Regions from separate parts of the Mus musculus genome. Here all the other regions are linked to region 5. A link is a contact called in public Hi-C, HiChIP or PLAC-seq, Micro-C and promoter capture Hi-C data. All regions are on one chromosome and are shown on one strand. The core of a region is the stretch at or near the end of the contact, and the rest is flanking DNA. Distances in the headings are between cores, read along the strand shown.

The links. Promoter capture Hi-C pulls out the DNA fragments that hold promoters and counts their contacts. Hi-C and Micro-C count contacts between places; a contact is called where the count stands out from the background. HiChIP or PLAC-seq counts read pairs in DNA pulled down with a chosen protein or histone mark.
Region 1: a contact with region 5 is called in a Hi-C map of adipose-derived mesenchymal stem cells, with 2.0 times the contacts expected there. The contact joins the enhancer-like site here to the promoter of Hacd1 in region 5. A contact is called at or near these places in 3 of 39 promoter capture datasets (the 3T3-L1 cell line and hippocampal neurons) and 1 of 484 Hi-C or Micro-C datasets (adipose-derived mesenchymal stem cells).
Region 2: a contact with region 5 is called in a promoter capture Hi-C map of pre-B cells, with 2.4 times the contacts expected there. The contact joins the enhancer-like site here to the promoter of Hacd1 in region 5. A contact is called at or near these places in 1 of 39 promoter capture datasets (pre-B cells), 2 of 484 Hi-C or Micro-C datasets (both in cortical neurons) and 3 of 115 datasets of contacts at active chromatin or transcription factors (embryonic forebrain, embryonic midbrain and pancreatic cancer cells).
Region 3: a contact with region 5 is called in a promoter capture Hi-C map of neural stem cells. The contact joins the enhancer-like site here to the promoter of Hacd1 in region 5. A contact is called at or near these places in 16 of 39 promoter capture datasets (3T3-L1-derived adipocytes, the C10 cell line, the HPC-7 cell line and 12 more), 33 of 484 Hi-C or Micro-C datasets (the 3T3-L1 cell line, 3T3-L1-derived adipocytes, the AML12 cell line and 23 more), 16 of 115 datasets of contacts at active chromatin or transcription factors (the NIH/3T3 cell line, SST interneurons, differentiating embryonic stem cells and 12 more) and 2 of 9 other capture datasets (embryonic stem cells and liver).
Region 4: a contact with region 5 is called in a Micro-C map of embryonic stem cells, with 4 times the contacts expected there. The contact joins the promoter of Cacnb2 here to the promoter of Hacd1 in region 5. A contact is called at or near these places in 8 of 39 promoter capture datasets (the 3T3-L1 cell line, 3T3-L1-derived adipocytes, the C10 cell line and 5 more), 8 of 484 Hi-C or Micro-C datasets (the HL-1 cell line, bone marrow-derived macrophages, cardiomyocytes and 4 more), 12 of 115 datasets of contacts at active chromatin or transcription factors (astrocytes, cardiomyocytes, craniofacial prominence and 8 more) and 4 of 9 other capture datasets (adipose tissue, embryonic stem cells, liver and 1 more).
Region 6: a contact with region 5 is called in a FOXA1 HiChIP or PLAC-seq map of pancreatic cancer cells. The contact joins the enhancer-like site here to the promoter of Hacd1 in region 5. A contact is called at or near these places in 4 of 39 promoter capture datasets (the 3T3-L1 cell line, cranial neural crest, liver and 1 more), 1 of 15 datasets of contacts at CTCF or cohesin (large pre-B cells), 12 of 484 Hi-C or Micro-C datasets (B cells, CD4 T cells, CD8 T cells and 8 more), 11 of 115 datasets of contacts at active chromatin or transcription factors (embryonic basal ganglia, embryonic forebrain, embryonic hindbrain and 7 more) and 2 of 9 other capture datasets (adipose tissue and embryonic stem cells).
Region 7: a contact with region 5 is called in a promoter capture Hi-C map of pre-B cells, with 4 times the contacts expected there. The contact joins the enhancer-like site here to the promoter of Hacd1 in region 5. A contact is called at or near these places in 11 of 39 promoter capture datasets (the 3T3-L1 cell line, the C10 cell line, the HPC-7 cell line and 6 more), 1 of 484 Hi-C or Micro-C datasets (pre-B cells), 6 of 115 datasets of contacts at active chromatin or transcription factors (large pre-B cells, microglia, neural tube and 2 more) and 3 of 9 other capture datasets (adipose tissue, embryonic stem cells and liver).

What each region holds. Positions count from the first base shown.
Region 1 is chr2:14,806,071-14,809,673 of GRCm38.p6, reverse strand. All of the region lies in intron 2 of Cacnb2 (calcium channel, voltage-dependent, beta 2 subunit), which reads right to left. Among named protein-coding and RNA genes, the nearest start is that of Gm13269, 41 kb to the right of the region's middle. Within about 2 kb of position 1,838, at least 35 of the 459 cell types and tissues checked have an H3K27ac peak or open chromatin away from gene starts, as enhancers often do. A contact at or near this core is called in adipose-derived mesenchymal stem cells, where this site is marked.
Region 2 is chr2:13,412,849-13,416,724 of GRCm38.p6, reverse strand. The region is part of intron 27 of Cubn (cubilin (intrinsic factor-cobalamin receptor)); the gene reads left to right. Among named protein-coding and RNA genes, the nearest start is that of Cubn, 77 kb to the left of the region's middle. Within about 2 kb of position 1,449, at least 61 of the 459 cell types and tissues checked have an H3K27ac peak or open chromatin away from gene starts, as enhancers often do. A contact at or near this core is called in pancreatic cancer cells and pre-B cells, where this site is marked.
Region 3 is chr2:13,289,168-13,292,702 of GRCm38.p6, reverse strand. All of the region lies in intron 60 of Cubn (cubilin (intrinsic factor-cobalamin receptor)), which reads left to right. All of the region lies in intron 2 of Gm13270 (a long non-coding RNA gene), which reads right to left. Among named protein-coding and RNA genes, the nearest start is that of Gm13270, 19 kb to the right of the region's middle. Within about 2 kb of position 1,907, at least 11 of the 459 cell types and tissues checked have an H3K27ac peak or open chromatin away from gene starts, as enhancers often do. A contact at or near this core is called in the C3H10T1/2 cell line, neural stem cells and pancreatic cancer cells, where this site is marked.
Region 4 is chr2:14,602,111-14,605,862 of GRCm38.p6, reverse strand. It overlaps Cacnb2 (calcium channel, voltage-dependent, beta 2 subunit), which reads right to left and starts at 1,557. Exons shown (of 14, transcript NM_023116.4): 1 at 1,305-1,557. The coding sequence starts at 1,412. Gm32741 (a long non-coding RNA gene) reads left to right here and starts at 1,278. Exons shown (of 4, transcript XR_374017.4): 1 at 1,278-2,287; 2 at 2,646-2,718.
Region 5 is chr2:14,053,802-14,057,372 of GRCm38.p6, reverse strand. It overlaps Hacd1 (3-hydroxyacyl-CoA dehydratase 1), which reads left to right and starts at 1,338. Exons shown (of 7, transcript NM_013935.3): 1 at 1,338-1,642. The coding sequence starts at 1,506.
Region 6 is chr2:14,662,631-14,665,967 of GRCm38.p6, reverse strand. The region is part of intron 2 of Cacnb2 (calcium channel, voltage-dependent, beta 2 subunit); the gene reads right to left. Among named protein-coding and RNA genes, the nearest start is that of Gm32741, 60 kb to the right of the region's middle. Within about 2 kb of position 1,322, at least 2 of the 459 cell types and tissues checked have an H3K27ac peak or open chromatin away from gene starts, as enhancers often do. A contact at or near this core is called in pancreatic cancer cells, where this site is marked.
Region 7 is chr2:14,630,392-14,634,161 of GRCm38.p6, reverse strand. The region is part of intron 2 of Cacnb2 (calcium channel, voltage-dependent, beta 2 subunit); the gene reads right to left. Among named protein-coding and RNA genes, the nearest start is that of Gm32741, 28 kb to the right of the region's middle. Within about 2 kb of position 2,366, at least 88 of the 459 cell types and tissues checked have an H3K27ac peak or open chromatin away from gene starts, as enhancers often do. A contact at or near this core is called in the HPC-7 cell line, microglia, pancreatic cancer cells and 1 more, where this site is marked.

The DNA of each region.
Region 1 (3,603 bases), core at 589-3,088, 750 kb before region 5:
GTAAGTTAAACTTTGTTCCCTCAGAGAAAAGTCAGCTGAGTAACTTCTCTAATTGCTGGCTGCTACTGGCAGCAGCTCCCGCAGGTATCTGGATCCACCCCTGTCAGCTCTAAACACTGACTCCCAACAGCTGCCAGCCTCAGTTTACCCACCATCACATGGATGCCAAAGCGGGTCATTGGCAGATCATAAACAAAAGCACTAAATATGGTGCATGAGCACAGAGATATAAACACAGGAAAGGGGAGGGGAGGCTATATAAGGGGTCTACACACAAGCAAGAGATGGGGACAAGGCAAGAGATGGTTTGCCATGCCTAAAGCCAGCAGGAATAGGGAATTCAAGATAAATTTGATCCTTTTCCAGTGTTAGAGACAACAACAGAAAACCCCAAACAAACAAACAACATCTAAAACAACAACCAACAAAATCAGCAACAACAACAAAATCCCTTCAAGTCAGAAAAATAAATCCCTACCAAATAATAATTATTGGTCTTTTATACTTCTGGCAAAATTTCAATTTACATATCTATACTATAGGGCGATACAGAAAACATATAGCTACATTAGAGAATCAATATATTAAAACTAAGATCTTTTTTTCCCTCTAGGCATTAATCCAATTTTCTGGCTATAATTTATTTTCATTGTTGACTATTAGAAAATAAGACAACAAAAATATCAAGTAACCACAGCAGCAACAAAAGACTTACCACTGCCTTCCCCTGGGCTCCTAATCTACAGAAATGGGGTCAGACTCCAAAGGATGATTGCCAGATTACACAAAACATCTAGCACACATCTGCCATATCAGAGTTTCCAAATAAATGTCAGTTTCCTTTGTATAACAGAGTGATTCTCCACTGGGGGTGAATTTGCTCCCCAGGAGACATTGAGCAATGTCTAGAACCATTGTTGATTGCTACAACAGGGAAGGGTGGGTAGTTTACTGGCATTTAGCTGGGAGAGGCTAAGGATGCTGCTGACATCCACAGTACACACACAATACAATTAAGAGGGATCCACGGCTGTATGCCCACACTGCTAAGATCAGAACACCATGGCAGAAAGAAAGGTGCCCTTTATATCAACGCTGTGAGTGAGAGATGCTCTCAGTCAAAACCAAAGACAACAGCTCTTGAAATTCAGATCATTTCTAGATCTTCTGCAGGTTGTTTCAGAGTGGGAAACAGCTAGAGAGAGGATGGGGAGGATTAAGAAAAGAGTCTGAAGCAACTGTGCATGGAGATGCTCTGTGAGTAGAGATGAAGTCTACTGGGACCACTGTCAGAGTTTAGCTAAAGCACAGAGGTGCTCTCAGACCCATAATATTTTGCCTTAGCTACTTTTCAAGTTTCTTCCAGCTCCTCACCTTATTCTCCTGGCCCCAACTCTAACTCATCCATGTTAAATACTGGAGGGAGAGGGGGAGGAGAAGGAGGAAGAGATGTTAAATTATGTGAAAGGTGGAGCCTGTACTGTTAGAACTCCTGGAGGGCTGTTCTTATAATTAAAGACACATGCTTTCTTATCTGAGAAGAGAAGGCACAAGGGTAGTCAGTCCTGTTACTGCCTATATAAACAGAGAAAAGGGAGGGACTTCATGTCATTCTCATTGTCCATATCCAGACAACTTGGCCATTTGTTGTTTTAAACTCAACAACAGCAGCAGACCTTTGTGGACAGGGCTGTGGTAGCCAGAGGACAAACGAATGATGTTGCCAGGAGACAGAGAAAAATGCAGAATTTTGGAGGCCACATATTTTAAGTGGCCAGTTCAGATTTCAAAGTCCAGACTGATGATCCAAACAGCCAGGATTGTGGAAAGCTTCCTTTGCTCACACCCCACTTGGGGGTTTCTGCATCAGTAGTGTTGTCTTTGATTACAAAGACCGTGAGATGCGTATGAATGTGGGTAATTATGGTATGCGTGAGCCAGGCTGTGAATCAGAACTGCAAAACAGAACACTAGCGTGTGTGCACATGCAAAGGCGCACATGTGGTTTTGGTAAATAACAGCCAAACACATTATTTTCTCAAGAGATAAAAATATGAACCAATTTGACATGCCAAGTTAAAAGAAAAAAATTGAAATAGATACACACACACTTGAATTTTGTTTCCACTGAACAATCTTGGCTGTTACAAAATAGTAAATTTTTGCACCCATATAACACTTGCTATGTTCTTCATCATTGTTGAAGGGCTCATGTTGTACCCCCCAAAACTTCATTTGGAGATGGCACGTTAAACTCATGCATATCACAGTCAACCAAGTGAAAGAATTGAAATTATCCCTTTGTATTTCATCACCCGGAAGTGGATGAAACATACTTAAAGTGAATATTGCAATGAATGGAAAGATAATTTTAACTGTAAATATAAAAGCTCCCATGTAAACAACAATATGAACTAACCAGTACCCCCAGAGCTCGTGTCTCTAGCTGCATATGTAGCAAAAGATGGCCTAGTCGGCCTTCACTGGGAAGAGAGGACCATTGGACTTGCAAACTTTATATACCCCAGTACAGGGGAATGCCAGGGCCAAGAAGTGGGAGTGGGTGGGTAGGGAAGCAGGGTGGGGGGAGGGTATAGGGAACTTTCTGGATAGCATTTGAAATGTATATAAAATCTAATAAAAAAAAAGACAAAAAAAAAAAAACCTCCCATGTAAACAATTCTAGGAAAAATAAGAGATGGGGGTGAGGATTCTTTGACCACATTATTTCTTTATGAATCTGTTTCTATTGCCAGTTTGGCCCTGAAAGACTTATCTCAGAATTCCTGGTGCACAGAACCCACAATTATTTTGTAAAAGTTTCTTTCCATGCCACTAAAATTAATTAAACATCTTCTTTGAGTTAACTATAGAACTAGTGATGTCTTTGTATAAGTGAAATAGACCTATGTAATTTCAGACATTATATATAACATTTGACTGTCTTCTTTAATACAACTGCCAGTGGAGTAGGAGGCATGTGCTGTGGATGAGAGAAGCCACGTAAAGTGCTGCCGTTTCCTCACTGCTCTTGAGACATCCTCTCCTGTTCCCTTTCCTGATCTTCTCTCTTTGTTCCAAATCTTTTGCTTATCTTATTTACTTGTTTAAAGTATTTGAGAGACCAACATGGGGATGGTATATATGTGATGTAAGCACACAGATGTGTGGGTGCATACACCCATGTGTACGGAGGCCAGAGGAAGATGTAGGGTGCCTGCTTTATTTCCTTAAGGTAGATTCTCTTACTGAACCTGGAGCTAGTCTATCAAGCCCCAGTAAGGTCCTCATCTCTGCACCTTAACCCTAATCCTAACCCACTGGAGTTACAAGCACATGTGGTCACACCTATCTTTTGATATGAGGCCCAAGGAGTGACCCCATGACTACATGCCTGTGAGTAAGCACTCTTATCCCCTGAGCCATTTCCCAGCCCCACTTTTCCTAATTTTCTTTTCTCAGCTTTTATCCATCTTGCTATTTGTAGATTTTCTTTGTGAAATGTTTATGTTTAACAAACAAGTATCCCACAGTTGTGGATTTGAGGGAATCTTGAGGGTCTAGATCAGGGAACTTCATTCTTAGTGTGCTTGAGGCCTGGAT
Region 2 (3,876 bases), core at 200-2,699, 640 kb after region 5:
ATTAGTTTTTCATGTCATACTAGATGAAACAGATGCTAACGTATCACACAATAAAGAGTCTATCGTAGGCTGCGTTATCTGTTTGAGAGGGCTATTGATGGGTGCTCTGAAGGCATCAGACAGGGAAGCAATCAAGCTTTTCTGATGACCAGAGAACACAAACCCAAGGAAGAAGGATCCCCAGACATCAGAGAGGTTGAGGATTGACAAGAGAAAGCTGACTCTGCACACCTGAAGATGGATTACAAGGGGCCTCTAGGGTATCAATAAGAAAGTCATGAATTTCAGTGTTCCTTTTCAGAACTGTAAGTCTCTCAAGGGCCAGATAAAAGAAATAGCATGATCAAATAGATATTTTCATAGTGTAATATTTCCCTTATTGAACATGTGTGTGCTTTTTGTTTTGTTTTATTTTGGTTTGTTTTGGTTGAGTTTTTTTTTTTTTTTTTTTGAGGGGGGGGCAGTTGTTGAGCCAGGGTTGGCCGTGAACTCCTAATTCTTTTGTGTTAGCCTGGTGAGTGTAATGACTGCAGGCAAGTACCACCATGCTGTTTTCAGATCTGTATATTTTAAAAATGATTGTGGCTACTCAAATAATATGGAGATCCATTATTGGGCTTGAGGTGGAAAGCGGAGGAGATGGGGCAAAGCCCCATATTGCTGTGGAGAAATAATGTTCAAACTGAGGACTTTTAAGAACATTCTAGAATTGCTTTCTTGACTCTTCTTCCATCCTTGCAGAGAGAACTTAGCATTCATTCTTGGACATTTGAGGAAGATGTTTTTCACCCTTAGTGCAGTATCCCTCTCTTGAACATGCCATCTGTGTTCCTCCAGCTAACCAGCAGCTCAGCCCAGTGGCATCTGTCTCCTCCCCCAGCAGAGAGCTAGAATCCTCAGCAGCCCCAGAGCTCTCTGTGGGTGGCCTTTGACTTCCACGTCCCCTTAGTCCACAGATGCAGCTCTGCTTAGGATTTTGTCTTCTCTTTCTCTCTTGGAATCTGTTTAAAGACAGAAGTTTCTATCCAGTTAAAGTTTGTTTTTTCCTAACCTCTCCAAAAAGGGAAATGAAAAAACATGTTTGTATTTGCACATAACTGCTGGTCACATGTCCATACAACTGCTTCCATGCAGGGTTCCCGAACAATCTCTCAAGATCCAGAAATTCTGTTGTCAGTCTAATAGTAGTCTTCTTTAGTTCTCCTTGAAAAATATCATTGGAAATGAAATTTCTTACTTGTGCAGTTGAGGAGCCCATTATTAGAATCAAATCTGTTCAAGGAGGGTTTAATCAAATCAGTTGAGCCTGCTGACAGCTGTGGGGTGGTAAGAATAAAGCTTCATGTTCCTCAAATATTCCCTGGCTAGAAGTGACCCTTAAGCATCGGGCTCTATTGCAGACCTGCTCAGTCCTTTCTATGCTGCTCAGTAGAGCATGACGGTTTAGAAAGAAGATTCTAGAGCCAGTAAGCCTGGGTTTAAATCTAAGCTTGAATAACCATGGATGGGTTGTTCAGTCTCTGGGTGTCATTTCCCTCAGTAAAATGGAACAATCAAAGTAAATGAGCTAATACACACAAAGAATGAGAACAGGGCCTAGCACACAGCAAACAATGCTAACTGCTGTTCGCGGTACTAATCGAAGCAGAGCTCCTGAGCCAGCCATAGGGATTCATAGTGCATCCATCCTGCAGGCGGAGGGAATTAGTGGCCCCTCGTTTAGAATTCTTCCTTTTCTTTTTGCTGATGACTGCAGCCAGCTTCCTCGATGCATCTTGGCACCTTGCACAAAGTATAAATGAGAAATGACAACACCCATATTCTAGTCTACTGATTTAACTGAAGCTCTTTGAGGAAACAGAATGGAGAGGTTCCATTGACACATTGAAGGTTTGGAAACTGTTAGTAACGGCCTTAAAAACTGCTCCGTGCTTCTCTATAATCCTTTAACAAAGAATGAGTATATTTGCTACAATTTAACATTTTTTGGCTTTTAGAAAGAAAATTGGGGTGAAGAAAACAATCAGTTTTCTTTGCATCATTGATGCATTTCACAATTCTGCATTAACTACACTTGCACTCACCTCAGTTTGTAGAGACTTCATTGCAGAGTTGCTAGGCATTTTAACCCCCAGTAATGCCCAGCATAGGACACATGCCCATAAACAGTGCATTATTATTCTAGCATGAATAGAATCTCCCAGACTAAAGAGAGGCCCATTGGACACGCAAACTGTATATGCTCCAGTACAGGGGAACGCCAGGGCCAAAAATATGGGAATGGGTGGGTAGGGAAGTGGGGGGGGGGAGGGTATGGGGGACTTTTGGGATAGCATTGGAAATGTAATTGAGGAAAATATGTAATAAAAAATATTAAAAAAAAAAGAATCTCCCAGACTATGGTTCAGCCCCTAGCCTTTTGCACTGTCAAAAGCTGTATTTGGGACCTGGGGAGTTGTTTCAGTTACTAAGTATTTGTCACACAAGCAAGAGCACCTGCGTTCAGACTCCTGTGTAAAAAGCTGGGTGTGATAGTACACCTCACATCTCTGTAACCCCAGCACTGGGATAGGCATGTGGAAACAGGAGGATCCCTGGATCTGGCCAGCCAACTTAGTCAAATTGGGAAGAAACTTTGTCTTAAACAGAGTAGAGAGCAATTGAAGACATCCAGTGTTGATCTTTGGCCTGCACACAGCAGCATTCACATGTGCTTAGACCCACGTGCTCAAAAATACACCCTTCACACATAAATACTTATGTGTCCACCCCAAAAGCCATAGTCTACAAACATTTTCCCCTTTATGATAACAGAGTTGTACACAGAGTGTCCCCATGTGTGAACAGCACAGCTCCTTCCTTCTGCCTCTCAGCCTTCTTCCAAAAGCCACAGAGCTTCTCTGTCTGAAGCCTGGTAATTAAAAGCTCCCTTCCTGGTTAGAACAAAGCAGAGAAGCAGAAGAGGTTTTGTGTGTGTGAGCCACAGTGGGTTTGACTCTTTGATCAGGGCGCGCCTCCTTGCTCATTTCCTGAGCAGATGAGTCATGTTTCCTGGAACAGTCCTTTAGAGGAAGTGGGCTTCCACAACGTTAGCTGTCTGCTAATAGCCCTGCTTACAGTAGAGCACCTGCCACTCACAAGTGAGTTTAAGTGCATTCTATAGGCCAGACATTTAGTTTTGTCTCCATACCAGCTGGGAGAATATAGCTTTCTACTAGGATAATCCACATTCAGAATTTTGAAAAGTATAGCAATGAAGCTGATCTCTCTTACGTCATTAAGCAGTCCAAGATGCATCTTAGACAAGATGTTGACTCCAAAATTGTCTGGGTAAAATGTGATTTTTTTGTTTTGTTTTGTTTTTCCAGACAGGGTTTCTCTGTGTAGCCCTGGCTGTGTTCTGGAACTCACTCTGTAGACCATGCTGGCCTTGAACTCAGAAATCCTCCTGTCTCTGCCTCCTAAGTGCTGGGATTAAAGGTGTGTGCCACCACTTCCCGGCGATTTTTTTTAAATTATAAAAATATATGAATTCTTTATTTTTTAGGCGATCAAAATTCTTTTCAGACAGAGAGTGGTGGTACACACACACACACACACACACACACACACACACACACATCACAGCACTTTAGAGGTTGAGGCAGGAGGATCCATTTACAATCAGACTGGCTACCTAAGACCCCTGTCTTTGGGAGAAGAAAAGAAAATCGTTGCCCTTTTCTGACCATCCTCACGATGAAGAATTTTCAACTGACTAGTTTGCTATATAAAATGATGCAGAGCTGCAGCCTTCAAACAACCAGCCTTTGGTTCAAAAGAGCTCTGGTCTCTGCTCCTCATAGCCTCTCGAACTTGAAGCATAGGATTCAGATG
Region 3 (3,535 bases), core at 658-3,157, 770 kb after region 5:
AGTATGTCGGGCTTCTTAGATGTGAGCATGCCATGGCACTTAACAGCATCATGAAAGCTCACACATATTGTTGCCTCCATAAAATGGAGAACAGTATCAACAAGGCATATCCACAAGAAAGACATGACCAAAAATAAGGGGAAAGGACAGTGCTGTGTACTACCTAATCTCCAACTCTTGGTTAGTTCAGTCATCCTTGTGTTGAGCAACAGTAAGGTGGTTGAGGGCATCAAAAGTGTGGTCCTCCTGCTTCCTCTACCTGGAAACATGACACTGGTGGAAGTTTCCCAAGGTTTCTTCCTCAACTTGGTGCTCTTGGTTTTGGCAGATATATTTTAAAGTTTCCAGTCCCATCTGAAGAGAAAATTCCCTGTACTTACTATCCTATGGGATTCAGAAATGTGACTTCTAAACACTAAATGCTTCAAATTATTGTTGTAAGGCCAATTATAAACTCCTGAACATCAAACTTGCATAAAAACATTCCCTAGAGCTTTCTGGGAGCCCTTGTAATAACTCACTGGGCTTAACCCTTCTGCATATTATCAGGCACTGGGGAAGGGTGTGTGCCTCTTTAGGGACAACATCAGCAGACCCTAGGTGCATTGGTTAGGAGATAGCACTGCCACTAAGCATTCATGTACTTAGTTATTCATTAAATAAGTGTGAATTTCAGTCTACCTCATTATAGATATTAGCTCAAACATTTAAAAATGCATAAAGAGTAAATAATTATTACTGTGATACTTTGAATCTTACATGACCCACCAAAGCACAGCCGTTAAGAAGACATGGTTGGTAGCATGGGAGTCAGTTAGGAAGGTAGGTTACTGAGGACACTGCCGTTTGAAAGATACCTGAGTCCCAACCACTCTTTTCTATCTGCATCAGTGCTTCTGTGAAGTATATAACCCCCACCCCCTGTGTGTCCTTCTGTCATGACCTTAACACAGTCCTAGAACAACAAAGCTCTATAACTGTGTTGCTATAGAGATTAGTCGTGCAAAGACTGAGTCCTAGAGACAAAGTATATCTTGAGTTGACTATTATAGGCATTTTGTCACAGTGACACCAAGAAACAAGGCTTCTAGAAGGCAAGGTGTGCCTGAGTTAGTGTTCAGACACTAACTCACCACAGACATGCAGTCCCTGCTCCAGTGTTGTTCAGGGTCTACCCACAGCAAGAGATTTGGTGTTGGCAAGGAACAGAACAGAGAAATAATTTCAGGTTTGATCATACAGGAGGCTAGTAGTCATGCAGTTTGTAACTATATATTCCAATCAGTTACGCTAACTCTTACTTTAATGTGGTTGGATGAATATAGTACCAGCACAGGGCCACCTTCTACCCAGCCCTAGCTTGTCCTTGTCCTGCCCCTCACATCTACCAGTCTCTAACTGACGTTGGTCTTGTAAAGTAAGACCCAGGCTCCTCGGCATGAACTGGGTGGTCTTCCCCGACTCTCTCTCTCTTTTATAGTATGAATCTCCTTGATATTATTTGACAGAATTACCTTTTCTTTTCTTTGGTTTCTTTTTTATATTTTTCCATGCATATTTGTAGATATATCTGTAAACAGCAACACACACACAGACACACACACACACACACACACGCACATGCGCGCACATACGTTTATATTTAGCTCTTTCTTCTCACTATTTTATGAGCACCTTGAAGGTACATAAATGCTCTTATGTCTCTCCATATACACACTACCCAACACAAGCCAGGTACATGATACAAGTGAAAGCTTGTATAGACCACAGTGGTTGTAATGAAACCTCACTTAGCAGAAAAAGTATGTTGTCTTTAACTTGGCAACTCTTCTCTATAAAGTGAGGGTGTTTGACTACAGAACTTCACTTTTCTGTGCTCCTCGTGAATTCATATAGAAGAGACAGCACCATCTAGTGGTCAGTTTTGTTTCATTTTTTAATTTTGAAATTTATCATGTTCATTTTATAACATCAGTGGCCACACTACTCTGAGATTTCTGATCTAATGTGGTTCTGTTATGAACTCATATTCAGGGCTACAGAAACACAGAAAATCATTATTAAAGTACAATAAAAATTAACAACATAGACATAAAAATGAAAACATACTATATTAATTTATTTATTTATTTATTTATTTTTTAGTAAAGTGTTTGAGGGATATACAAATCCTCACTATTTCTTTGGGTGTTTGTAAAAATCTGTGAAAGCCATCAGTAGTTCTGGATGCTAGAGACACTTCTGAGCATAACTCCGTTTCTCTTCCTGTGAAACTCACACTTGTGCAGAGGGGGCGCCCAATCAAAGTAAATAAGCATTACATTGATTGAGTTTCATCACAGTAAAATAAAACAAGATGGTATTGGAGGAGGGCCCCACTGTGTGGGATTAGACTCTCAGGGGAGGTGACATTTGAGTAAAAGGTCTATGACTAGGGATTATCAGTCCTTCAAGAAAGACTATGTCTCCAAGGGAGGAGACTGTCAGAGGCAGCAAGCACTGGGAAGGGAGAGAAGCAACAGCATTGACCAGGGCTTGCAAGTTCTGCATTGGGTACAAGGTATAGTTTTGTAGGAAGAATAGACACATACTCTAGGTCATCAAACACCTGGGCACTACGGTGCAGAACTCTGTGAGTGCTCTGTGCAATTGATCTGTGAGCCATGTTCTGAAGAAACTGTGTCACATGGCATTGATACAATATATTTCGAAAGTGGAACAAAGTGGGGATGCTTATCATGGGAATGGGAGAGTTGAGTATGACTGGAATTTAGACTTGAGCTGTTTATTGAGATAGAGTAGACTCAGGGAGAATATTTTAGGGAAGGGTGATGCTGTGGTGTGTACATATCACTCAAGTACCTGTGGTAGAAATGTAAACCTTATATCCATATGCTAAAGGTATGGGGGGCTTTGAGGTATAACTGGGGTTAGATGAAGTCATGAGAGTGGGGTTCCTATCATGGGGTGAATAGTATCACCCCAGGAGAGGAAGAGATTGCCGAGCTGGCATGCTCCTGATGATCTTCTTAGGATGCTCATATGTTAGAAGGCAAGAAGGCCCTCATCAAAGTCTGCCCCTTGAATTCTGAATGTTCCTCAATCCTCAGAAATATCACAATTAACTTACTTGTGTATAAATGACATGGTCTATGGTACTCTGGTACAGCAACATAAAACAAACCAAGGCATGTGGGTCATAGGGAAGGGTCAAAGCACTTACCAAGAAGCGAGTAAGCATGGTTTATGCATTACACACTCTTAAGGTCTGGGGCGATATGGCGGAACAGAATAAAATTCTGTGCTTCTGTGGAATGTTGTATTCATTTTAGAAGGAAAGGCAATAGAATTGGCAAGTTAAATGTGTAACATGTTGACAGTAATACTTGTCCTGAGGAAAGGAGTCAGGGGATGTGGGCAGTGTTCACTTTAGGGAAGGCATTGCTGGTGGATGATAGAGGAAGAGAGACCTCAACAGACTCCATGAATACCAGCAAGGGTGGTCTGGGCAAAGGAAGGCAGATGCAATAGCTGG
Region 4 (3,752 bases), core at 308-2,807, 550 kb before region 5:
ACACACACAATGGGTGGGGGGCTCAGCAGAGCTTGAATTATACTACATGGGGTTACCATCGGCACAGTACAGAAATGCTGCTGTCTGTTGCTGTCTACCAGAGCGGCAGCAACATATTTGTGACCTTTTTCGGACCGCCTCACTCCCACCCCTCTACTGCACAGTAAGACCTCGTCCCAGTGTATTTTATGTTATGTATTATTATTCATACAAATATCACAATTTACCATCTGGCAAATATGGACTTGACATGAGCAAGCCAAAGCCATTAAGCAGAGGAGAAATATTCTTCCTGGATTCACCCTAACCTCTTCCCAGCACTCTCCAAGTAGTTCAAGTGTCAGGTTTGAAGGCTTTACCCCAAGAATAAAAGTTGAGGAACTCCTTTCCGCCCAGATCTGGGGGTGTCTGGAATCCCAACTGTACCTGCCAAGGCTTTACGTAAAAGCCACCTTATCACACTCCACGCCTACAACCGACATCTCCTATTTCACAATGAGCAGCAGGACAGAATTTTTCCAGAAACCGCTAATACTCATCAGAGAAAGGAACCCAGGAGCCGCTAGAATGGCATGCCATTTCGGGGTAAACAGAAACAAAAACTTTCTCACCCACAACACTCTGCTCTCTTCTTCCAGCAAAGAAACAAGGGTCCAGGCAAACCCTGGAAAGAGGACAGCTAGCTGAACTGTCTGGGTGGCACAGCGCCCCAGGTGCTGAGGGGGGTTGGGGCTGCTCTCCGGGGAGAAGGCAAGGGGATCCACGCCCACCTTGACCCCTGCATAACACCTCACCTCCCTGCCTAGCTCCCAATAGAGACCACCAGAGGCAGCGGCGGAAACAGCGATGCAGGATGCGGATCCCTTTCCCGCCCGCCCGGACTCACGATCTTGAGCCGGTCCAGTCCACTCGCCTGGTCCATGGCTCTCCATGTGCTTCTCCAGGGCAGGGGCGCGGACAGCCAAGCGGCGTGGCCCGGGAAAAGCCGGGGAGGAGCGGCAGGTCGTCCTCGCCCCTTCCCACTGGCTTTTCAGAAAGCAAAGGGGGCAAAATCAAAAGAAAACAAAACAAAAAAACCCAACCAAACAAACAAACAAAAAAATGGAAGCCGGAGCAGAGCCCGTGGAAGGCGCGCAGGGGCAGGGTCCCCCAGCAGCACCGGGATGGGCGGGAGGAGGTGGCGAAGGAGACCGGAGCAGGAGGGGGAGGCGCGGTTCGCGATGAGGGAGAGGAGGCAGCGGGAGGGACTGAGGTCGGGGCTCTGAGGCTCACAAAGCCAGCAGAAGGCGCGGCGCAGTGGCTACCTGTGCTCCGAGCGCCCCCGCGGGAGCCGCGCTCTCCAGCAGCTCCATCTGGCTCTCCTGCGCCACCGCCGCTACGGGAGGCGACTTGGACGTGTCGCTTTGGACCATCGGCAAAAAGTCGACTCCAAGGCTGCGGGTCCCCTCCTCCACGACCCGGGTCCCCCGCTCCTCTTCGCCCCAGGATCGGAGGCTCTCAGTGCGCGCGACGCCGCTGAAGCATGTTGCAAAGCCTAGACTAGGCGGTGGCGCAGGCACGAGGCTGGGTGGCCGGGGCGAGGGGCGCCAGTTCTTTGGAGCTTCTGGGCCCGCGAGCGGCGGAGGCTGGGACTGCTGGGCGGGCTGGCTCCAGGGAAGGTCCCCGCCAGGAGGAGGGCGCTCCGGGAGCACGAGCCAGGGGGGAGGCGCGTCGGAAAGCGAGAGTGACAAACCACCGCCACTCCGAAAAGTTCTTCGCGGGAGGCGCGGGCCGCGTGGGCTCCGACTCAGCTGCGGCCCGTCGCCGTGGCACTCGCGCTGGAAAGTTTTCGAAGCCACGAAAGCCAGCCAGTCGCAGCTCCCTAGGGAGGTAACTGGCCCAGCTGCTCAGTTCACCTCCTCTTCCTGGAGTCCAGAGGAGGAAAAAGATCCACAGGGTTAGACCCTAAACTGAAACTCTCCATGATTCGAAAAAGGCTACAGACAGACCCCGAACTTCTGCAAAAGCATGAGTGAAAGCACTCGAGGAGTCAGAAAACAAGTGCCAGTGATGAACTAAGACTTCCTCCCACATGGTCCTGACCTGACAATTGGTTCTACTACACCTGTGCCCTAGCTTTTTGGTTTGTGATGGCCTGTTTTGTTTTTGTTGTCTTTGCTAGGAGCTTGTCTTTGCTAGCAGACTATATCGTTCCCGCCCCCAGCGCACCCCCTCCCCGCAGTTGAGAAGTCTTAGTGTAACCGTTGAGACAAAAATAAGCAGGTTTTTAAGGACCCCGAAATTCTTGGTAAGAGGGTAAAACCGGAATAATGGTTCGCTTGTAGTTGGATGGGTGGAGAGGTAGGGAGGAGATGGAGGAGGGGAACCATGATCAGAGTACATTGTGTGAGCTTTCAATTAAAAACAAAGAAACTAAAAGGAGGGGAGGGGAAGAGGGGCACGGGGAGGAGGGGGACGATGAGAAGGAGAAGAAGGAGTGGGGAGGAGGAAGAGGAGGGAGAGGAGGAGGAGGAGGAGGAGGAGGAGGAGGAGGAGGAGGAGGAGGAGAAGGAATTATTTTCCGTTCTAGTATTGCTCATAAGACGCTGCTTTGCTTTGACAACCTTTCTTGCACTGAAAAAAAAATCTACATACAAATTTTCTAGGTAGCACTCACCGAGCAGAAACAAAGTATAACAGTTGTGCAAGCTGAAATACACACAGAGACCTTTTACTAAGGTAAACTTTGTATACTGTGTTTGACTATGATGATGAAATACAGTACCGTGTTCTTCTTAAACTGAGCTGTTTTCATTAAGCAGATGTCTACCATACACTGGATTGAGCCAGAATTTTTTTGTTTTTGTTTTTAAAGGAAGGAAAAAAAAAAAAACAGATCTCGGTATGTTTAAAGATTTAAGCATATACAAAGTGCCGTTGGTTTTCCAAATCTTCAGTCTTATTGCCATTTGGATTACATGTTACTAATGTTAACTAAGACCTAAGTATTAGCTTCCTTTTTTTACCTGGGGGAGGGGGTGACCTCTGACAGGAGCTTGATAAAGCTGTCTCCTGAGCAGCTCTGCCAGTGCCTGACAAATACAGAAGTGGATGCTCACAACCAACCATGGGACAGAGCACAGGGTTCCCAAAGAAGGAGCTAAAGAAAGAACCCAAGGAGCTGAAGGGGTTTGAAGCCCTATAGGAGTAACAACAATATGAACTAACCAGTACCCCCAGAGCTCCTTGGGACTAAACCACCAACCAACGAAAACACATGGTGGGACTCATGGCTCTAGCTGCATATGTAATTGAGGATGGCCTAGTCAGTCATCAATAGGAGGAGAGGCCCTTGGTCCTGTGAAGGTTCTATGCCCCAGTATAGGAGCATGCCAAGGCCAGGAAGCAGAAATGGGTGGGCTGGTGAACAGGGGAAGGGGGGAGGGGATAGGGGATTTTGGGAGGGGAAACTAGGAAAGGGGATAACATTTGTAATGTAAATAATGAAAATATCTAATTTTTTAAAAAAGAAAAAAGTATCAATTTTCTGTAGAGAAAAAAAAAAAGTAAAAAAGCAAGGAGCAGAGAGTTTGTGAGTTTAGGGTATGAGATTCTATTTTTATGACCATGTCAGCCATGGGAGCTTAGGGGTTTGTTAAGTTCATTTATGACAATTAGCAATGCTTTTATAGTTATTCCTGACCATGCCATATATATGTGTGTGAAAACTGGAAAAACACTGTTTTTCTTTGCAATTAAATATATTTACTTCC
Region 5 (3,571 bases), core at 89-2,588:
AAAGATTAAAATTCCCACACTGAATTGCTTCAGGTTATGGTGTATTTGAACTCTGCAGTCACATTGGTCCACAATTCCCTTCTGCTTACTATTCTAGGTTGACCATTGTAGTTTCATAGTGAGGTTTATAATAAATAGGCTATGCACATGCTCCTAGTTCTTCCTATACATGTTCATGGATCTGTAGGTTTTAGCTTTTCAAATAAAACCTGCTGGCATCTGGAGAGAACTGACATTGTAACATTTTGAGATTTAGAGGCCTGTTGTGTCATATGGCAGTGATTTAATGTTCAGTGTACAGGGCCGGCACCTGCTTTAGTAAATTTATCCCTAGTACACTTTCCACTTGGAAGGTTTTACTTAACCCCACTTCCCCTGACATTTCTGAAACTGGACGGGTAATCCTCCCATTTCACATCCACAACAATGTGCACACCCAGGGGAGTTCATGGACAAACCTATAGTCATTTCTCCCCTCTGACAGTGTTGCCCTTTGCAAAATGTCTTTCTCTCATTATAAGCAAGATGCCTGAAAAGTACTAATATGCATACTTCAGTTGACAAACAGTATCAAGTCAGTACTTGATTTTGATGGATCATTTCCTTAACCCTATCTCTCTATGAGGTTTACCATTTTATTTTCTTTTGCAGAAATGTAGGCATACACAAACTTCTAAATTCCCAGACTGGTGGAGTCAGGAATTTGGGGGTTGAATTTCAGTAAACTGACTCTAGGCTGCTTGCTTAGCCACACTCTATAAAGGGAAAGGAAAGGGGGCTATTACCAGAATGGTTCTTGAGAAGAAGAGAGAAAAAGGGGAGATTAAATGTGGAGAGCCATTGGGCACTTCTTCCCAGCAGGACAGGAAACTTGTTAACACCATGGCTGGATTTCCTGTCAGTATCCTAACACCTATCCCTCTTTGCCTACGTCCTTTCTCCCAGCTTCCTTTAGAACAGATCTCTAGAACCCATGACATCCGTCTGACCCAGTAATGAAAGGCATGGGGCAAGGCTAGGCCGGAGTTGCTTCTCCAGAAACTCGGGAGAGCGAGCATTTGGTAGGGAGACCCTGCTCTCGGGGCAAAACCCCTGCCACCTCGGGTGCACTCGCTCTATCTGGACAAGGCTCTCCAGCGGGGCACCCACTGCCAGGGCGCACGTCGCTCGCGTCTCTCTAGGAAGAGGTCGCAGCCAGTGCGGACAGCTCTCCCGCGGGAGCGCGCCGCGTGACACTGCCTGGAAGCCATGACCCCGGCTGGCCCACCCCGGGGCTAGGGCCCTGAGCGCGCGCTCCCGAGAGGCGGCGCCGGGGCGGGGCGCGCGGCCGGGGGCGCGCTCCTCCCCCTCGCGGGAGGCCGGGCAGGCGGCGCCGACCCCCCGCGCGTCGCACATGGAGCGCTGGACCGAGGCGGCGGCCGCGGGCAGCGGCACTTCAGTGGCGCGCTCAGCCGGCCCCTCCCGCTCCTGTGCGCTGCTCCTCCGGGTCCGCGTGCGCGGTCACCATGGCGTCCAGTGAGGAGGACGGCACCAACGGCGCCTCCGAGGCCAGCGACGAGAAGGAAGCCGCCGGCAAGCGGAGACGCCTAGGCTTACTGGCCACCGCCTGGCTCACCTTCTACAATATCGCCATGACGGCCGGGTACGTGCGCGCGAAGGTCCTTCCACGCTCCGCAAGCACCAGTGCGGTCCCTCAGCGATCCGGGCTCGGGGACGCGGGGAGCGCGCTCTCGCGGGGCTGCTGGGGGTCGAGGGCGCGCGCACGGGGATGGAACGGAAGCGCACGGGGGAACTGTCAGGGGTCTAGGCGGAGGCGCGCGACGGTGGCGGGGGCTTTTGGAGCGAGAGCGCGCGTGTCGGCCAACTGGGGGTCGCGGCCCCGTAGGCGCACATGGAGCGGGACAGCGCGTGTGCCCGGCCACTTGCGATCGGAGCACTCTGGGAGAGTGGCCGGGGCGCAGAGAGCAAGAGCGCGCGTGCTGGGCCCTAGGTGGTCGCGGCGCGGCGGGGGCGCGCGGCGCAGTGGGGGAGGGGCGTAGCGGGGTTGAATGGAGCGGGGCGGGGCGGGGCGGCCAGCCGCCGCTCGCTGGGCATTGCCTAATACGGTGCACGGTGTGGCGCGGCGGCACGGGGCGCGGGCCGGAGGTTAAGTATAGACCCGGGCAGGAATGTGGGGCCGACCCACGGGGCAGGCGACTGCGGCTCGGCCGCCTCCGCCTGCTGTTGAAGAAACGGCCCGGTCTATTCACCCGAGCCGGGAGCTGTCCGCTGGCTGTGGGCACCGGACCCTGGCCGTGTGGTTCCTGGTGCTGTGGATTGCTGGGCAGTGTCTTCACCTACTGTTTTTTCTTCACCTACTGTTTTTGTTTTAAGCATGGCACTTAGAAATGCCCACTTGGGACTTTGTTTGAAACATCTGGAACAGGGCAGATAATCAGCATCTTTCTGGCCTTGTCCTTTCCAGATTACCGACTACCCACCCTACTCCCCATCTCTGGCCTCCCCCCAGACCTAGTGTGAGTAGGAAGTTAGGATCAAAGGGCTATCAAATGACTTATGGGTCTACTGTGACCGAAACCCATTATGAAAATGTCCTTTGCTGTCTTGCCTTTAGAAAGAGTTACTTTCTCAATATCTTCTCACGTTTTAAGTTAGAGGATTGTGAAGAAACCTTTAGTATTTAAAAGTCTCTGAAGCTTATAGAAAAAATGTGAACGTGTAAAAAAATGTGATTCTATTTAACAAATGTTCCTGTCGATCATCTAGTATATATTATACTACTGAACATCAAATATAATTAGTTCGTAGATATGTATTTATTGGGGGTTACTGTGTGCCAGGGACTGTGCTGGTTCCTTTGGCTGTCTTCTAATTTTTAGTTTTCTGCAATCCTGTGAGGGGTACAGAATAATATTTTAGAGTGAGGTATGGAGAGACCCCCAAGTCACTGGCTGGAGATCACAACCAGAAAGTGTCAGGCATGGATTTCCTCTGAGACTCACTCCAGAGTTGTGCAACCTCATCTTCTTGCTGCCCTGAATTCCAGACCTTTGAAAGTTCAGAAAAGCAAACAGCCTTAGAACAACTGGCAGATGGTTCAATGCCCACCATACTCTGTTGCCTCAAAATGCAGCAGGGTCTGGGAGCGGCCGGTTTCCTCTGAGACTTGCTCACCAAGTGAGTAAACGTTTTTGGAATACTCACCTTATGTTAGTTGATTGGCTGGCCCTTCCCTGTCCAGTCTGCTTTCCATTTTTAAGACCACGTTATTGTTTCAAAAATGAAAACTTGCTGCACAATCCCAGTTTAAGATCTTGATTGAGAAAGTTAAAATAATCCCCGGGTGGCCGGCTCCCATCCTAAGGAACTTGGGATGTGCTCATCGACAACCATTTTCACAGATTCCCGTACTACCCAGTTTACCTTTCCAGTGTTCTTGCCTTTGAAACCCCCTGACTCTGTTTTTCAGGATGCGTTTTACAGTTCTCTTTGTCTTTGCTGTTCCCTCTTTCTGTGATGTCATCCTTTTCTTGTGGCTGCAGCAGTACCTTTGAACTTTTCTAGGCTCCCC
Region 6 (3,337 bases), core at 73-2,572, 610 kb before region 5:
AATGTTTTTATGCCTTTCTATTATTAGGGAACATTTTCTTGCAAGCTGAGAAATGAAAAAGACAGTAGAGGAAAAAAGTTAAAGTTGATAACATTACAATTTAAACTCATACTCAGAAACAGAGTAGCACAAGGTTTGAAGCACAGACAAGGGTTCCTGTGAACAAAACCCACAAAAAAGTATAAAAACAAGTTATAAAAACAGAAGGTGGCTGGGTGTTGGTGGTATATGGTTTTAATCCCAGGACTCAGAGGCAGGGGCAGAAGAATTTGTGTGAGTTCTAGGCCAGCCAGCTCGTTCTATGGAATACGTGCCAGAATAGCCAGAGATACACAGAGAAACCCTGTCTCAAAACAAACAAAAACAATGAAAAAACAAAAAAACCTAAAACAACAAAAAACAGAAGCGAGTTAATCAAACAAAACAATGAAATTCTGGGCTTGGGAGAAGCCTTGGTAAATGGCTTAATCATTAAGTGCTTGCTGCATAATCATTAGCACTTGAATGGATCTGCCCCAGCACCCAGAAAATAAAGCCTCCTTGGTAGTGTGCTCTGAAGGCACAGTGGTGGGAGCCAGGGGTGGAGACACATGGATCCCTCAAGCACATTGAGCAGACAGCTTAGTGAGAAAACCTGCTTCAAACAAAGTAGACAACAGTCCAGGAAGGTACCCTATGCTGATGTCTGACTCCATGTGCAGATTCACACATGTGTACACTGCACATGTGCACAGACCCACATGAACAGGAACACATACTGACCTCTCCAAATCTGTTTGACAACAGAGGACCAAGAGCTCATGTTCTGCTGTCTGGAGTGTAAAGATGCGACACGTATTTGGAAAACAATTTGACACAATCTAATAATTTAAAGCATGCATGCTCTAACAACTCAGCCATTGCACTCAAGGTTATGCCTGAAGCAGAGCTTCCTGTTGGGCAATAAAGGCAAAGGAACTCCAGATGTGACCAAGCGACCCATCTATTCATCCATTTGGGCTTGCATTGTTGGAAGATAAACAGTCTGCTAAAATAACATGTTAAACATATGCAAGAACTCAGGAAAGTTGACAAAGCAGGATCTAGAGAGATTCAGGAGGATATGAAAGAATTCCTGGTAAAGAAAGAAGGAAAGGAAGGAAGGGGGAGGGCGGGAAGAAAGGAGGAAAGAAAGGTAGCAGGAAGGGAAGGAAGATCCGATGTATTTTAATCCCAGTGATAAGAAACGTAACTAACACGCGAGTCATAACTCATACATCCTGATTCCAGTGCTACAGATGCCTCTTCATTTAATGTTCACAACTCTGTAAACACGAGTCTTTACCTCAGTAATGCCCATTTGTACACAAGGGTGCAGCAAGTGGCAAAGACTGAACAATTTGTCCAGAGGTGTGTGGAAGAGATGGCAGATCAATGATCTCACCCACATGCTCTGAGTCTGAAAATTATACCGCTTATCAACTCTAGTGTTCTACTTTACATACTATGCTTAAAAATGTATACTTCACTGGTAGAACACCTGCTAACATTTCTGAAAACCCTAGGTTTGGTCCCTTAGTACTGGTTATAAGTATACGTATGAGTGTTTGTGTATGTATGTAAACATTTGTGTGTATGTGTATGCATATGTTTGTATTATAATTATTTTATTACATTTCAGCTATTTTAAGAGCACATAATTGTTCTCATCTAGATGAAGATGAGATATTGAGTCAGGAGAGAAAGGAATGGTTACTTTTAAATTTTGGAGACTTAATAACAGCATATTGGTCTTACTATACTTGATGCTAACAACAAATCTGGGAAGGAAAGTTGTTGACTATACTGAATTCTCAAACAAGGAAACTGCACGTAAGAAGTGGAACAACCAAGTTTACATGCAACAGCAGAGCCAACACACAACCTGAGCATTTCTGTAACACTCAAGTCCAGATTTATAACTACATATGACTCTTGTTATTGCCTGTAGACATTTACATCCAACAAGAACCCCTGCAAATTCCTACGTTCTATGTGGAAAACATCTTCATATTTGTTTAAGGTGATCATACTGGTGGTGTACAAGTAACAGTATTAGTCAGTATACATGAGGTTGACTCCCATGATGCAAACTTTATAAGTGTGCCTCCCTACCCTCCCTCTCCCCTCTCTCCCTTTCTCCTTTCTTACCTCCCCCTTTCTCTCTCTTTCCATTAAACACAGAATGGCTTAAAACTGAATGCAGTCCCAAACTGGGGTATATTTCACTACAATCTAAAAGCCTGATGCTTGCCCACTAGGTCCCATCCCTGTCCAGATCCCAGTTGGAACCACAGGAATGTAGCATACAGTAGGAGAGCCAATCTGCTTTTAAGCTGAGGGCTATGATGGCCTCTCTTCACAGAGGGGAATCTTTCTCCAATTTTAGCAAAACTCTCCTAAGAAATGAGTTTTGACTCTGACAGCATAAGAAAAATGGCTTGTTTTCCTGTTCATTTCTCATTCCAGACAGACTGAAGAGCTTCTAACCCTCTGTCCATAACAAAACAGTAGCCTCCCATTTGCATATCAAACTAGTTTAGTATTTAAAACGTATTATATTTACTTATTTACATGTCTGTGTATATGTGTGGAGGTCAGAGGACAACTTCAAAACTGGTTGTTCTCCTTCCACTGTATGGATCCCAGGGACTAAACTCAGGTTGTCAGGCTTGGTGGTAGAGGTGAAACATGCAATGGCTCTAAGTAGTTTAGTATTTGAAACTTTAAAAAAAGGTCTGCTTCTCATCCCCTGCCCAGTGCTGTATCCTGAGCAAGGACTTTTTCTGAGCTAGAGACTTATCCCCAAACGAAAGTCATATAAACATTTTTCTTCAGATTATATATTGTGAACCTTGTTACATTTACCAAAGTAATAGTCAGCTTAGAAAGAGATCGAGATTATGTTGCCCTTTAAAAATCTGTTTGAACTATTGCTATAACTTAGTGCTTAACATGTGTGAGCTCCTGGATCCCACTTACACACAGGCATATACACACACACAAACATGCACACACCATGAACAACATCGTTGCCCTAATTAAAGAACAATAAGTTCAAAATATAACATCTGGGCACACTGTATATAAATAAAAGACAGCTAATACACTCAGTTCTTTTTAACCAAGGAAAGTACAAATACTTCAAAGTCAGCAGACACAACATGTTTACTTCATGGCTTCCATCATAGTCTGTGTAGTAAGTTCAAAAGTGATGCTAATGTAGGTATGAGCTTATGAAACCACCAAGCTGATGAAAAGCAAGCAAGCCATCTGGAAAAGCACATGCCTACTCCTATTTCCAGCTATAAAGTCTGAA
Region 7 (3,770 bases), core at 1,117-3,616, 580 kb before region 5:
GTCTGTTCATAATGTGAGGCTCAACTCTTTCAAGCTGAAGCCATGGAGAATGTTTTACTCTGCACATCATGTGGAAGCCAAAGACATAACCACACAAGAATCTCATGCAGCCAGTAATATCCAGCACAAGACACAGTGTCAAGCACTTGGCGTTTGCTGGTATGACTTTTCCTTGCCTTTGAAATAAGATACCAAGAAGAAATTATTAGTATTTTAAAAATTACCTTTCAATTGAATTTCTTCCAATTAATAAGATTCTCAAACATCTCATTAAATTTTCCTAAGATGTCTAACATTGTGGAGAAAGGACAATAACAATATCATATTAAAATCTTATAAAGAAATAATAAAAAACACCCCAACCCATTATCAAGAACAGGACTTTCTAAAACTGAAATGACTCTCTGTTCTTTCTTTGGTACACTGATACTGCTCAAATGATGTTAAGGTCATAATGACCAAACCTAGCCAGACATTTTGTTCACATTGTGGCTTTTTTATGATAGATAGATACTTGTCTAAAATATTTCACAATTATATTGGTGTTATCACAAAGACTAAAGACATGATGATTCAAAGAATGTCAAGGTGGCCTACACAGTTATAAACATGGATGTATATACGCATGTATGTATATACATGTAATATACTATGAAATGTCCCCTTCTAGGGTCATGTGCTGAAGCCTTAGTCCCTAGCCAGTGGCAAGGTTTTAGGAGGTGATTCAAGCATTGAAATGGAACCTTATTGAGTCACCAAATGGCTCGCTCAAAGGAGATGTGTTCTTAGCCCTGGTGATTCATTGTATCCTAATTCCTTCCTGGATGTGGTGGGGTGAAGCAGACCACACTTCCACTGCCAAGATATTCTAATTCCCCTAGGACTTTAGCAATGGAGCCTACCTACCTACCATATCCTTAAACCTTTAAAACAGTGAATCAAAGTCAATTTTGATCCTCTTTATTATTTCTCTCTCATATATTTGTAACAGAAGAAAATCATACCAATTCACAATTTATCTGCGAAGATATATTTTCACAGGTTCATGTAGGCACATTAGCAGTCCATTTGTTCTTAGAAAGAGAAGAGCACAGAATACGTTGTATAAGCCTAGAAGGGTTCCAATGGCATTCCCTAAGCTATATCTAAGACTCGGTATTTTCATAAGCCATCCCAAGGAAACTGAGAACACATCAACATGTTCATTCATTCTCAAAATAGAACAGATATCAGTTCTGCTCCTATCCTGTGTCCGTTCATTCTTTCTCTGGAAACAGTCCTCTGAGAAAAGGCTCCTCTCCTTAAATTTAGTTCATGTGACTTGTATACAACTGATCCCTCAGTGAGCTCACAGTTGAGGCCTGGCCTAAGACTAGATGAAACCAAAACTGTGGAAAAATAATTTTCAAATTAAGCCTTTGAGTTGGACCACAAAGATGCCCTAGATAGCCTACTCATAAAGCTCCTGGAAACCAGCTGGCTACCACCTAAAGTAAGGACTAAAACCAACATGGAAGAAAACAGAAGGCAGCTATGGAATTCCAGGAGGTGCTTAATGACATATGAGCCACTCTGCTGGCGTCACCTAGGCTTTTCAGTCCAGTGATGCCATAAATGTCCTTATCACCCAAGCCTCCCTCAGGCAGTCATGTTTGTGGTCTCTGGCAACAGATGTGACCTAGAGTCCTCTTTTAAGAATATCAGCATAGAGAATCTTTGAGAGAATATGTTCAAAGTGAGAGGAATGGCTTCCATAAATGTGTGAGCATGGAGCCAACATGTTGATGGAAGAGCTTAGACTTCCCCACAAAAAGTTCATTGACATTCTGCCTTATCAAAATAAACATCTATTCGAAAGCTTGCAATTATCACCTGGTATACTCTATACTGAAGAGTAACAAAGTTAGAGAACTTTATATTATCACAGGGCTCATACAATACTGTCTCTTATCCCAATTCTCTATACTTCATTTTAAGATAAACTACATTAGAAAAGAAAACCACCAACAACAACAATAATAAAAACTCCTGGTAAGAGAAAAGAATCTCTGGCCTCATGGAAACCTAACTAGAACTAACCAGCTAGGATGCTCAACCATCTTGGTTAAGGGCCCACACATGGGAAATGGGCTCATCTTAAACTATGCTAAAGAGACAGGTGTATAATTGTTGATTTAGTGAGAGAATGTACTTTTCCTTATTGAATTCCTGTCCCTACACCAGACGCTTAACAACTGCTACTATGAGTATTGGTTCTACTTCTGTCTGGTTTCTGAGTTCCCAAGAAAAGCCTAACTTCCTCTTCTCTCTGTATCTTTTCTAGTGTGTTTTCTCAACAATTGGGGCTCCCCCTAACACTCTGGGCTTCCTTCCTCTTTCTCTGAGGCCCCCCTCCCTGCCCTGTGGTTGCTTGTTCACCAGCCTTATGCCAGCTTAACCTAGCATGGGTCTTTCCTTCTCTTCTCCAGCCACTTCCTCAGGCAGCTGCTAGAGTTTTACAGCATGTCTGCCCTGAGGTTTTTCTCTTAACTGCTAATAAAATTGTTGTTGAGCTTCAATCTTAGCCTGTTCTTATGTCCATTTACTAATGATACTAAAAGCCCTGAAGGAGGCCCTGATTTTCTCTGTATCAATCTAAGTAAAAAGGCCATTCTTTTTCTGAACTGTACATATACATACATACATACATACATACATACATATATATATATATATATATTCATTTTATAATCATAAAGAAAATTATAGATCTAAACATAAAACCGATAGCTTGATGTAGTAATGCCAGCCTTTTATCCCAGCATTTGGGAGTCCGAGTCAGGTAGATCTCTGCAAATTCAAGGCTAATGTGGTCTACATATGGAGTTCTAGGTTAGCCAGTGCTACACAGAGAGACCCTGTCTCAGAAACAAACAAAACTCAACAATTATAAAACCCCAGAGAATAATTGTAGAGATTTTAAGTTGAATGACCTGGTAGTGCTTTAATGAACGACTGATTATATACAAGACTTCTTCAGTTTAGAAACCAATGTGTATACCATTTCTGACCATCTTTAAGTTAAACGTATTTTTAAAATACATGAGAAACCTATAATAAGGAGAAGGAACCAGTTATTAAACTACCACAAAATGCAATTATTTGAACACTCCTTATTTTTGTTAAAATTCTATGGTATTGCAGCTAAGGTTAGTACAATAAAATTATTTGGGGCTGGTCTGGGTACCTATCATTTGTGATGAACATTTAAAACAACTGTTGTGAATAAACCACCCCCCCCCCAAAGAAAAACCAAAAACAATTGCTTTGAAAATTTTCTTGACTGTGTATCCAATACAGAAGGAAAAAAGAAACCTAAGGGTGAACACATTCAGAGGTCTTTGCAATGAAACAAAGCAGCCAAATTAATACACTTGTCCTGTGTGAACCTGCCATGGTTAAAACATTCACAAGGATTTTATATTGGGGAAAATAATACAGTCGCTTTTCAAAGCGGATTCTTTGGATCTAACAACTATCTGTTAACTGGCTGAGGCCACACTCTACATACTGTATCACAAAAGAAGGCCCACTGACTAAAGGTGCCCCACTCTTGCTTTCAAGTGGAAGAAAACATACATATTAGGGCTGGGAGACAGTTCTGGAAGTGGGATGTTTGTTGTACAAGCATGAGGTTCTGAGTTAGACTTCCAGAACCCACATGAAAAATCATAAAAATGAAAACCAGCCAGAAAGAAGAGCAGGTGTAGCCTAGAAAGAAAAGCCAGCCT